Linked DNA regions of Mus musculus: regions 1, 2 and 3 are each linked to region 4. The links are chromatin contacts, called in public Hi-C maps. All regions are on one chromosome and are shown on one strand. The core of a region is the stretch at or near the end of the contact, and the rest is flanking DNA. Distances in the headings are between cores, read along the strand shown. Region 1 holds the start of Dnajb2 (DnaJ heat shock protein family (Hsp40) member B2). Region 2 holds the start of Tmbim1 (transmembrane BAX inhibitor motif containing 1). Region 3 holds the start of Ctdsp1 (CTD (carboxy-terminal domain, RNA polymerase II, polypeptide A) small phosphatase 1). Region 4 holds the start of D230017M19Rik (RIKEN cDNA D230017M19 gene).

The links. Hi-C and Micro-C count contacts between places; a contact is called where the count stands out from the background.
Region 1: a Hi-C map of B cells shows a contact between it and region 4, with 6 read pairs. The contact joins the promoter of Dnajb2 here to the promoter of D230017M19Rik in region 4. A contact is called at or near these places in 1 of 484 Hi-C or Micro-C datasets (B cells) and 1 of 115 datasets of contacts at active chromatin or transcription factors (embryonic stem cells).
Region 2: a Hi-C map of B cells shows a contact between it and region 4, with 5 read pairs. The contact joins the promoter of Tmbim1 here to the promoter of D230017M19Rik in region 4. A contact is called at or near these places in 2 of 39 promoter capture datasets (both in embryonic stem cells), 1 of 484 Hi-C or Micro-C datasets (B cells) and 2 of 115 datasets of contacts at active chromatin or transcription factors (embryonic stem cells and extraembryonic endoderm stem cells).
Region 3: a Hi-C map of B cells shows a contact between it and region 4, with 5 read pairs. The contact joins the promoter of Ctdsp1 here to the promoter of D230017M19Rik in region 4. A contact is called at or near these places in 1 of 484 Hi-C or Micro-C datasets (B cells) and 2 of 115 datasets of contacts at active chromatin or transcription factors (embryonic stem cells and pro-B cells).

What each region holds. Positions count from the first base shown.
Region 1 is chr1:75,235,091-75,237,972 of GRCm38.p6, reverse strand. It overlaps Dnajb2 (DnaJ heat shock protein family (Hsp40) member B2), which reads right to left and starts at 1,550. Exons shown (of 9, transcript NM_001159883.1): 1 at 1,384-1,550; 2 at 1,025-1,121; 3 at 409-518. The coding sequence starts at 1,089.
Region 2 is chr1:74,303,012-74,305,711 of GRCm38.p6, reverse strand. It overlaps Tmbim1 (transmembrane BAX inhibitor motif containing 1), which reads left to right and starts at 1,376. Exons shown (of 12, transcript NM_027154.5): 1 at 1,376-1,589. All of the region lies in intron 2 of Pnkd (paroxysmal nonkinesiogenic dyskinesia), which reads right to left.
Region 3 is chr1:74,390,259-74,392,958 of GRCm38.p6, reverse strand. It overlaps Ctdsp1 (CTD (carboxy-terminal domain, RNA polymerase II, polypeptide A) small phosphatase 1), which reads right to left and starts at 1,350. Exons shown (of 7, transcript NM_153088.2): 1 at 995-1,350. The coding sequence starts at 1,061.
Region 4 is chr1:72,242,707-72,245,406 of GRCm38.p6, reverse strand. D230017M19Rik (RIKEN cDNA D230017M19 gene) reads right to left here and starts at 1,414. Exons shown (of 4, transcript NR_155355.1): 1 at 1,244-1,414. Gm24497 (a small nuclear RNA gene) reads right to left here and starts at 1,194; the gene lies at 1,004-1,194.

The DNA of each region.
Region 1 (2,882 bases), core at 301-2,800, 3.0 Mb before region 4:
TGAATGACCTGGGTCTGGAATCATGGCTTGACAGTAGAAAACTTGCTTTAGCATGTGCAATGCCCTAGGCATACTCAAGCACAGAGGAAAAAAAAAAATCACCCATCAGACCTGGATTCATATTCTGGCTCAAGAAATGGGCAAATTATTTCATCTCTCTCAGCCTCAGTTTACTAGCCTACAAAATGGGGGTGATAAGCTGGCCTGGCAGGAAAGCTATGACCTTCCCCGATCAGGACCCAAATTGCTCTTCAGACCCTGCTAGACAGACATAACATGGAGGCGATTAAACACTATCTAAAATAAAATCATGGAGGAGACGGGATGGAGGCGTGGCTTTAGGAAGGAGTACCAAGAATGAATGGAAGCAGGGGGACATGCCGGTCCCTGCAGGACCCCAAGCCTTACTGTCAGATAGTACTTCATAGGCCTCTGCCACCTCCTTAAATTTTTTTTCAGCAAATTCTTTATTATCCGGGTTCTTGTCTGGGTGCCACTGCAGAGCCTTCTTTCGGTACCTGCAGGAAGTGAGTGCAGAGGGAGGGTCAGGAGACTGATGTAGGCTTTGCCCACCGACTACCCTTTTTGCTTAGTCCAACACCCTTTCACTGCCCCGATCCCAGAATACCTCACGACTGCAGCCTGTATTCAGGGGTTTCTCTCCCTGTGGTGTGCCAGGGATATGAGTAAAAAGGAAAGTCCCTGCCATAAGCCCTTTCTTGGGGTTCTTTTGATAGAGCTATCTATAGCCACAGGGAGAGTGGAGACACTGTCCTGTCTCATAGCCTGGGCATTTTAGCACTGCAACCTGGGCAAGCCCACATGTAGGAGCTGGAGGAGAGGGGAGCTGGGTGTATAGAGGACGCTAAAGAAGGTCAGCTCTTCTTCCCTGGCTGGACTTGGTCTTCGTACTTTCCCAAGGGTCTCCTTCCTCCCTTCAGCCAGACCTCTAAAGGGCCCCTGGCACTCAGGGGGGCGGGGAACAAGGGTCAGAGCCTTTCTGTAACACAGCCGAGGCACTTACGCCTTCTTGATGTCATCAGGGGACGCACTCCGCGGTACGTCTAGAATCTCGTAGTAGGATGCCATGGCAACTCAGCGTCAGACGTCCCTCCTCCAGGCTGCGGGAGAGAAGGGGTCAGGCCGACAGAGGCACCGCAGCTCCGTGCGGCCGCAACCCCGGGCAGGCAGGCGACACTTCGAGGTGGAATCGGGCCGGGGAGCCACGCCTGCGGCCAGTGACTAGGCTCCTTCGCAGCCTTTATCTGGTCCCGCAGGCCGGTGCCCAGGGCTATCTCACGGCAGGAGTGGGGAGCCCTACCCGAACCCCCTAAGTCTAGTAACCCGATCTGAACCCCCAACCTGACCCAGCTGGGACCGCACCTCCTCTGCCGGGAGTCCCGCCCCTGCCCCCCGCAGGGGAACCGCCTAGCACCCGCTGCCCGGCTCGCGGCCACTGCGTACGACACGCCAGGCTGGGTTGTGTGCGCAAGCATGCGTCAGCGCCCTGGAAACTACTAGAGACTCAGAGGGCCGGCTCGGCCGGTCACACGAGGGGGCGGGGGCGGGGGGGGCGGGGGCGCTGCAGGGGCTGCTGGGAGATGAGGGCGGAGCCGTTTATTTTAGTTTTTCACCCAGGCGACGTCATTCCCAGGTGGGACTTAGGAGGCTGAAGTCGGCTATATCTTTCCAGCTATGACGCAGTCTCTCAAACACAGGCAGAGGGGCGGTCCGCAAGCTAGGTGCGGGTCCCCTGTCCTGTCGCTGGCCTCTAAAAGTGCTTCACGATCCCTGAGTACTTCCCCCAGGCCATCACCTCCAAGACTCACCGAGTCTCCTCTGGGCCTAACCCTTCTTCATAGCTTAGCTCCAGTGCTAAGTCTTCAAAAGAGGCTGCCCTGGCTCCCCTGAGTAGGTCAGACCTGCTTTTTATAGAGTCTCGTGGCATTTTCTTCTCCACACTGTCAGAGCCACAAATTAACATTTATTTGATGATCATCTATCTCCCCCAGTAGAATGTAAATTATACAAGGTAAGAATTGTGTCCTCCTTCGTTCGTCATCCCCTTAGTCTTTAGTCAGAATTGAAACGTATCAGTTGGACAGCCGAATAACACTTGGAAGACTTTTAACATTTTTGACCTAGAAAGGGTGAGGTAGAAGAGCCTAGTATGAGGAAATTAGTAGACTCAACGTTTCTCTTCCACAGCTGATCGTAAGTAGATCTATTTAGCCTCAGAATGATTTCTGGATTCAGATCTCAGGAAAAGGGAACCTTCCAGAAGTGGGTCTTGTTTTATTCCATCTGGCCAATTCCTAGACATTAGTGTACTGTTTTCTTAGTAGATGCTGCCAGAAGGTACTAAGAATGTAAAGCTATGGGGATAGCTTAGGGGTAGAGTGCTTGCCCAGCAGCCGCCAGACCTTACTTAGCCTCAATTCCCAGCACTGGGGGAGGGATAAAAAATGGCATGGGATGTCACACACACACACACACACACACACACACACACACACACACAGCCTATCAGCAGAACCCACTGGGAAACTCAGAACTCTGAGAGCAGGGAGACCTGGCCTTGCAACCGGATGCTGCTGTGTGACTTGGGAACATCCAAGGCCTGTTTTCCCCCTTAAGTATAGGTAACACCTAGAGTTGTTAGAAGTCAAATGAAGCATGGTTTATGGAAGCTGTTATTAGCATAATGCTTTCTGGTGTCACACATGACCCAAGCAGGAATGGTTGTATGAGTCCAGTCAGTGTTTCAGGACAGGTGACCTGGGGACATCTCATCAAAGCAACAGCTTGAGCACCAACCAAGGGAAGGCTGCCGTCATTTTGTCCCCTTTTCCTGTCTCCCCACCTTCTGAACTCCTGCCTAC
Region 2 (2,700 bases), core at 127-2,626, 2.1 Mb before region 4:
GGTTTGGCCTTGTTAGAGTAGGTGTGGCATTGTTGGAGGAAGTGTGTCACTGTGGGCATGGGCTTTAGGACCTTCATCCTAGCTGCCTGGAAGCCAGTCTTCTAGTGACTTTCAGATGAAGACTTAGAACTCTCAGCTCCTCCTGCACCACGCCTGCCTGGATGCCGCCTTGATGATAATTGCCTGAACCTCTGAACCTGTAAGTCAGCTCCAATTAAATGCTGTCCTTATAAGAGCTGCCTTGGTCATGGTGTTTGTTTACAGCAATAAAACCCTAATTAAGATGACTTTCCAACCTCCTCAAAACTTCACCAAACGATTCCCATGTTGGAACACAGACTTTTGGATAACCTATATTGGTTTTCTCTGACCATGGCCACATATTTGGCTCCTCTTAACCTCTTTGAGGTAAGTTATTTTATTATTAACATTCCCAAAATATCTGGCATTACGGGCACATGCCACTTCCACTGTTTATGCAGTGCTGGAGATGGAACCCAGGACTGCTCGCACCCTAAGCCAGCATACTGCCAACTGCTATAAGATTATTTTTACTTCCCAGTCACACATAGTGAGCTGTTAGTGTAAACACACCATGAGGTTTGCAAAACAGAAATTTCCTAACCTAGCACATCCCTGTCATTAAGTGACACATGACTGATTCCAAGCATAGCTTCGGAGTCTCATGCCTGTGTTTGAAGTTTTACATTTGAAAAGGGCGGTTAGCTTACAAGCACAGAATTCTTAGTCACCACAGACTTTTTTGTGACTTAAATTTTTCTTTTCTTTTTTTTTCTTTCTTTTTTTTGTGACTTAAATTTTTTTTTCACGAAATAAGAAGTTTTAAGAATGAATTGATATAAACATAGCATAGCCATGTGATACAATATTGTGCATCATTGAAACTATTCTTTTGTTGTTTGGTTTTCCTGGCATGGGGATGAAACCCAGCTGGGTCTCTCACATGGAAAGCCAGAGATCTACCACTGACCTACGCCCCTAGACCGAAAGTGCTGAAGATCAGTTAGTGACAAAAAAGAAAAAGAGGGAAAAAAAATCAGTGAAATCTGACTATGTGAAACCAGGGTCAGTAATTGCAACACTTGGGCTGAGGCCGGGTGACAAGTGCTGGAGACCAGCCTGAGGTACATAGCGACATCGCTCTTTTACCCAGAATACAAACAAACAAAAAAACAAACCCAATAACAACTTTTAAGACAACAGGATTAGCTCTAAAGCCCCTAGCGCAAATCGCTGATATGTAGGCACTGATGACGCATAAATAGCACTTCTTACTGGGGTGGAGTCTGGAATTCATGGAAAGAAGTTATTTTTTTCCCAGTGAGTTTGGGTTTTCGCTGCGAACCGGCGTTGCTTCCAGTAAATGTGAACCACTCACACCTGGGTCGTGGTTGAGGTCTGGAGGGGACCCCAGCGCTCCCTGGAGGTCTCGGGGTGCCGGGCGGCTCCTCCCCACTGGCGGCGGAGAGAGACGGGGCGGGGCACGGAGCCCCAGTCCAGCCCGGCCCAGCCCAGTCCTCGCCAGCGCCCGGAGGCCCAGGCGGATCTCACGGTCCGGAACAGCGCAGGCAAGTGAGGGGGCTGCGGCCGTTGGAGGTGGGGACCCGAGACCGGCGGGGAATGGAAGTGGCCTGGGGCGGCGCTGCGCCCAGGCGCCCGAACTTTTCTGGCACGCGCGGGCCGACTCCGGTCGTGCTCCGGAGCCAGGCTAGGGTCCTTTCGTTCTGCCTGTTCCGGTCTTCACTTTCCATGTGCGCCCGGGCAGGACATATGGCCCGGGCTTGTGGCGCAACCGCATTCGGTGCGCACCCGCGAGCTGACCCGCTTCTTGTAGGGTGCTCCTCTCAGTGGCTGAGTGGCTTGTTTGTCTGAGGACGTGTCCCCCACTCCGGGGCCCCAGAGTGGCCGTGCAGCAAGTGAGAATGGAGGCGGTCATGGTCCTCAGCTGGTGGGGAGAGGGAGGGAGGGAGCCAGCCAGAGGCTTGGAACCCACCCGGGGCTGTTCGAGCTTGCCCTGGCGTCACCAGGCTGCGTAAAAACTGGTGATGAGAATCTGTCTAAGGTGGGGGGTGGGAGGAGGGAGCCCTAGCTCAGAGAAGCCAGCGGGCCAACCTAAGGTCTAAAGAAGAAGCCATTCCTACTCCTAACCTGGCCTGCTCCTGTTCCTTTGCTCTGTAATTCAGAAGCCTACCAGAAAGTACAGTCAAGCTGATGAACTGTGGTTGGTTGGTTGGTTGGTTGGTTGGTTGGTTGGTTTATTTATTTATTTATTTATTTATTTATTTATTTATTTGAGACAGTTTCACTCAGTAGCCCAGTCAAGCCTTGAACTTGTTGCCTCAGATCCTTAAGTGCTGGGAGTATTACAGGTGAAAGCTGTCTTGCCTGGCCCTGGTGACCTCTTTAGGTCAGAATAAAAAATAAAAAAAAAAAAAAAAAAAAAAAAGAAACAGGGAAATGGGAAAAGGGAAAGCAGGTTTGGGAGGGCCAGGAGGGAACCAGAAAAGGAGGAAGGAATGGAAGGCTCTCTGCCAAGGCAGAGCCTGGACTGTCTTCACCAGGTCTTGTTCCCCGGGGCATCCTTCCCCAGTCACTCACTCCACTGTGGCCTATGGGTGGTGGTACCCATGGGGCTGAGGGTCAACCTAAACACCGGATAAGTGGGGAGAGCTGTCATGG
Region 3 (2,700 bases), core at 101-2,600, 2.1 Mb before region 4:
TTACCTGAGCATCCCCTGCTCTGGACCTTCAGGGCTCAGGGCCCTGTCGTCCACTCCCACTCTCCCTCCATTCTGTCTACCCAGTGAGTCCAAAGTCCCCATTGAGCCTGGGCCCAGAGGCCAGTGTCCCAGGGCTGTCAGCCCCACCGGCCCCACCTCCTTCACCCCGCCCCGTCTCTTTGCAGCGGCCTGTCTAAATTGACAGACCTACCCCCACCAAGCCTCTTCTCTAATCCTTTCTGCCTCCAGGCCACCCCCCCCCCAACCCCCAAAGAGCGAGGAACTGGACAGTGGACAAACCCGGAGTGACTTCCCAATCTTGAAATTCACACAGGGGAGGGAGGGGTGAGCCCCACTCTTGCGAGCCTTAGGGGCTCCGCATAGGCGGGCAGCACCCCTTACAGGGTGGGTGCAAGCGTGCACAGGCCCGAGGCCAACCGGCCTAGCCTGTTGCAGCCTGGGTGTCGCGTGCCCAGCTGGATACAAGGCCCCCAAGTCTGTCTTGCAAGGCTAGGGGCTCTCTGCCTTCGAAGGTGTCGTCTGCACCTCCACGCGTGACGCCCGAGTTTGTGGGAACCTGGCTGTGAGTTAGTTGGCGGGAGATCCCTGCAAGCCTCCCCAGCCCGCTGTCACCTCGGCACCCCTTCCAGACCTCAGCCTGGAGGGGGCGGAGCCTCAGCGGGTGGCCGGGTGGCCGCCTCACCCCCACCTTCTCGTCCCATTGGCGCCAAACTGGGGGAGGGGGTGACGCCCGGGAGCCCGCCAGCCCCTCGCTCGCCTTCTGCCTCAGTTTCCCCACTACGAGAAGCCTCGAGCGCACTGGTGGCGCCAGGCCCCGCCCAGCGCCTCAGACTCTCGCGGAGTTCAAACTCTCTCGGCCGCACTGGCCGGGGCTCGGGCCGGGCCAGGCCGAGGCGCGCGCCCGGGACAGCGGCAGCGACCGCAGCGCGGGGACGGCCCCTAGTCCGGTTCTGCCCTCCCGCCGCCCGCCTACCTTTGCCCCGCAGCGGGCCCCGCGCCTCCTCCTTGCTGATCTGAGTAATGACGGCCGAGCTGTCCATGGGGCCCGGCGCGCTCCGCTCCGGCCGGACTCTGGCCCCGGCGCCCGGCCTCCCCCCCGGCTCGGGCCGGAATCGGGGCGCGGGGGGGAGGGGAGGGTGGGAGGGAGGGATCCCCGCGAGCTTCGGAGGGGAGGGGAGCCAGGTTCTCGGGGGGAGGGGGAGGGAGGGGGCGCGGAGGAAACTTTGTTACAACATGGAGTTTCCTCCCCGCGAGGCGGATGCAAACATGGAACCCGGGCGCCGTTTCAAGGCTTCCCCTTAAAAGGGCAACGGCTTCGGCGCGCCTGGGACTCCGCCGCAGCTTTCATCACTTCTGGGGCCCGGCGGGCTGGGAGGCGGGCCGGGTTGCTGCGGAGATCCAGGGGGCGTCGCCTCTCTTCCTGCGGTGTGCTGGCCGGACCGAGCGTTCTGCGGCTGCGTGGCAGAGCGGACAGCCGTAACCCGCCGCTGCGGGCCACCGAGCCCCGGGACTTGAGGCCCGCCCCAGGCGCCCAGTCGGGGAGTGCCCGAGGACGTCGGGGCTCCACCTCCACGCATTCCAAAGTGCTGACACGATCTGCCTCCGTTTGTTCCTCTGGAAAATGGGATGACGCTAACTTTCTGTAAAATGGGTTTTAGTTTTTTTTTTAATTGAAATATTTTATGTGTATGGCCTGTAAAAATATATATGTTTATGTATGTACTCCACATATTTGTAGTGCACTCTGAGGCCGGACGAGGGCGTCAGATCCCCCTGGAACTGGAGTTAATAGCCGGTGTGGGCCTTAGGAGCGGAAATAGAGTCCTTTTAAGAGTGACATGTGCCCCTGAGCCATTTTTCCAGCCCCTAAAAAATTTAAAGTTATATTTATGTGTGGAGGAGGATACACGTTCTACGAGTGGAGATCAGAAGTTCTCTTCTTCCTCTCTTTGGGAGAGGCATCAAACTCAGGTAGTCAGGCTGGCCAGTAGACACCTTTACCCCCAAGCCTTCTCACCGCCTCTACAATGGGTCTTTTGTCTAACGTTGTGAATATCCCGTTCCCCCCCCCCAAAGGCATTCTTTGCTAGCCCCAGTTATGCAAACTCATCAAATTGTGGAATTGTAGATAGATTGATTTTATTTTTGTGTATGTGTATGAATGCCGGAGCCTTCAATGGCCAGAAGAGGGCGCCATCGCCTGGAGCAGAAGTTGGAGGCAGTGGTTAGCCTTGAGTGCTGGCACCTGAACTCATTCAGGTGGCCTGCATGAGCAGGGACTTCTCTTAACGGCTGATGAACCTCTCCAGTCCTAAATTATGTTCGTGATCCAACTGTAACTATCAGCATTCCCTGCAGTCTCGAGAACATCCCAGGATTGAAAAGTCCACTTCGGCGCCTACCTTTACCGACTGTCCTGTAGCAAATCTCGCCCTCTTCCCCTGCCAAACCCTGGCAGAAGCCGAGCCTCTGCTGCTCAGGGCGCCTTGTATCTTGTACGTGCTGTTCCCTCGGCTTGAAACGTGCCCCTTCGTCCTTGGCAGAGCCAAATCCCATCGAACTAGAAGAAATACCACCTTGTTTAGAGGCCCTCCACCCCCACCCCACCGCCCCTATCTGTGATTATTAGAGGGGCCCCGTCTAGGGCTGGCTGTGCTCCCGAGTGCTCAGGGGACGCCC
Region 4 (2,700 bases), core at 165-2,664:
GATCTGACTCCCTCTTCTGGAGTGTCTGAAGTACAGTGTACTTACATATCATAAATAAATAAATCTTAAAAAAAAAAAAAAAAGGACTGACTGCTCTTGCGGGGGTCCTGAGTTCAATTCCCAGCAACCACATGGTGACTCACAACCATCTGTAATGGGATCTGATGCCCTCTTCTGGTGTGTCTGAAGGCAGGTACAGTACTCATATATGTACAATAAATAAATAAATCCTTTTAAAAATAATTTATTTCAGAAGAATCTAGGACTCTGACACAACTTCTGTCAGTGAATCATTATTTATAGGTTACTGTACAAAAATAACATACCTAGAGCGGGTCTTTGCTGTGAAAATCAGCATAGGCATAAACAGTCAACAAAATTTTAGCTTTCAGAAAAATTATGCAAGCCTAAGAGTTTTTAATGCCACCAGACTTACATAACTAGCAAGTGTTTTGTGACAGTAAGCTGAAAATAACTTGTCCATCTTAGTAACCTTACAGCCTCACAGCTCTTTCCAGATCAAAAGCTAGACATTATGTAGAATATTATGCAGCAATGTAGAGTGATGTGCAGTAAAACTAACAGGTTGGTAAGAAATCCACGTTGGCCTAATTTCTAGGTCTCTTATTAAACCAGCATTATTCCCCAGAGGGGAAAAAAAGAGATAAAAACCTTAGAGTCTTTCCCACCTAATCACAGTTATTGACCAGTGGATGGAAAGACTGTGTAAAAAAGTAAAGAAGCGAGCTGCTCTGCCTGAAAAGCCTGGTAGTGGAAATATGAAACCTGAATAATAATAAGAAAAGTAAAGCAATAGAAAAAGATCAACTGGCGGCAAGCAGGCGGACTTCCGAGTTAGAGGCCAGCCTGGTCTATCAAAGAGGGGTTAACGAGACCCGGGTAACTACAAAGTAGAAAAGAAGACAGAAAAAGTAACTGCAGCCTGTATTTACGAGCTATAATAGTCCTAAATGTCTTACATTTAACCAACATTGTTCCCCAGAGGGGTTGCACCGTTCCTGGAGGTACTGCAATACCAGGTCGATGCGTGGAGTGGACGGAGCAAGCTCCTATTCCAACTCCTAGTTCCAAAAATCCATTTAATATATTGTCCTCGGATAGAGGACGTATCAGATATTAAACTGATAAGAACAGATACTACACTTGATCTTAGCCAAAAGGCCGAGAAGCGATACCAAATACAGACCACGCAGCCATGCTCTGCGTCCGTGAGACACATTACCTTTGTGGTGACCGCTCGCAACCCTCACTTCCTGCCTCCCCCGCGGTTCCTTCCTCCTCCGATCCGCGTCTGCGCCCTCCACACCTCACTCCCACTCCAGCACCCACGGCTTCAGATTCAACGTCCACGACCCGGGCTCTCCCGGCGTTCCCGAGCGCGCACGCCGAGTATGATTTGCATGCCCCGCCCCCTCGCGAAGGGCGTGACAACACAAGCCCAAATTAGGCCTGTGCACGTCGCCACGCCCCTCGCGTGGAGGCAGGACGTGCAAATCAGCTCTTCCCCGCGGCCTCCGCGATTCACAGGCCGACTCACAGACTATTGCGGTTTGGAATCCACCGGAAATAGAAAGACCTGAAGGGGGCATGTCCACGGCCAGATGCACTGGATAAACTCTGAGGCAGGACGGTGGCTGAAGGGTGGACCTACTGCTCCTAGTTCGCGTTGTCTTAAGACAATCTTCCCTTGTTGAGAGGCTGGCTCCACAGGGAGTCTAGCAGGCTAGTGATTTTCTGTTAGGTGTTTTCACAATGTTGTCAAGGCAAACCTACTTAGGTAAAAACTGTAGTAAATCTTGACCAAAAAAAAAAAATGTCATATATTGAAATCCTTAATAAATTGTGTGATGTCTTTGAACTTTTCTACAGTTTTCAGGCTAAAAAATACCGATGGTTAACATCAAATGCAATAATAATGCAGGGATCGATGATGTTTGGCACGTGGGAGTGAAGAGTGGACAGTCACTACTCTTATTAGCTCCTTGGTACCCAGAACCTTAGATCATTTTCAGTTTAAGGACAGACATAATCCTGAGAGGAATTTACCCCGAAGAGCTGTAGGCTCTGGGCTGGTTCTGTGCCTCTTTGAGTGTTATAGGGAATAAAGCTGGGTAGGATGCTTTCCAACCACTGCCACTGGAAATTGCAGAATGGAGGACCAGATCAGGCAAAGCCTAAACTATATGAGACCCAGCCTCAAGTAAAAGACAATCTGCCAAATATAAAGGGCAAAATACTAAAAGACCAAACTTCTAAATGTGTTTATGTGTAAGTACTCAATATTGTAGGATTTGGGCTTAGAGTTGCCCCCAAGGCTTTGGGACCTCTTATGCCAAACACAAACACCATCCTGATACATCCTATTACAGAGATTTTGTTGTGTTTTCTTATATTTGTAACTTTAAATCACTTTGTAACCATCAACTACTTAATGGATTGTCATTAGCATTTAAATCCTTTAGGTAAAGGTACCAGTGATGGTTTGAATAAGAATGGCCCCCACAGACTCATATATTTGAATGCTCAGTCACCAGGCAGTGGAATGTTTGAAAGGATTACAAGGGTTAGAAGGTGTGGCCTTGTTGGTGGAAGTGTGTCACTGGGTGTGGTCTTTGAGGTTTCAAAAGCCCATGCCAAGTCCAGAATCTTTTTCTGCCCGTGCTCCAGGAATTCGCTCTC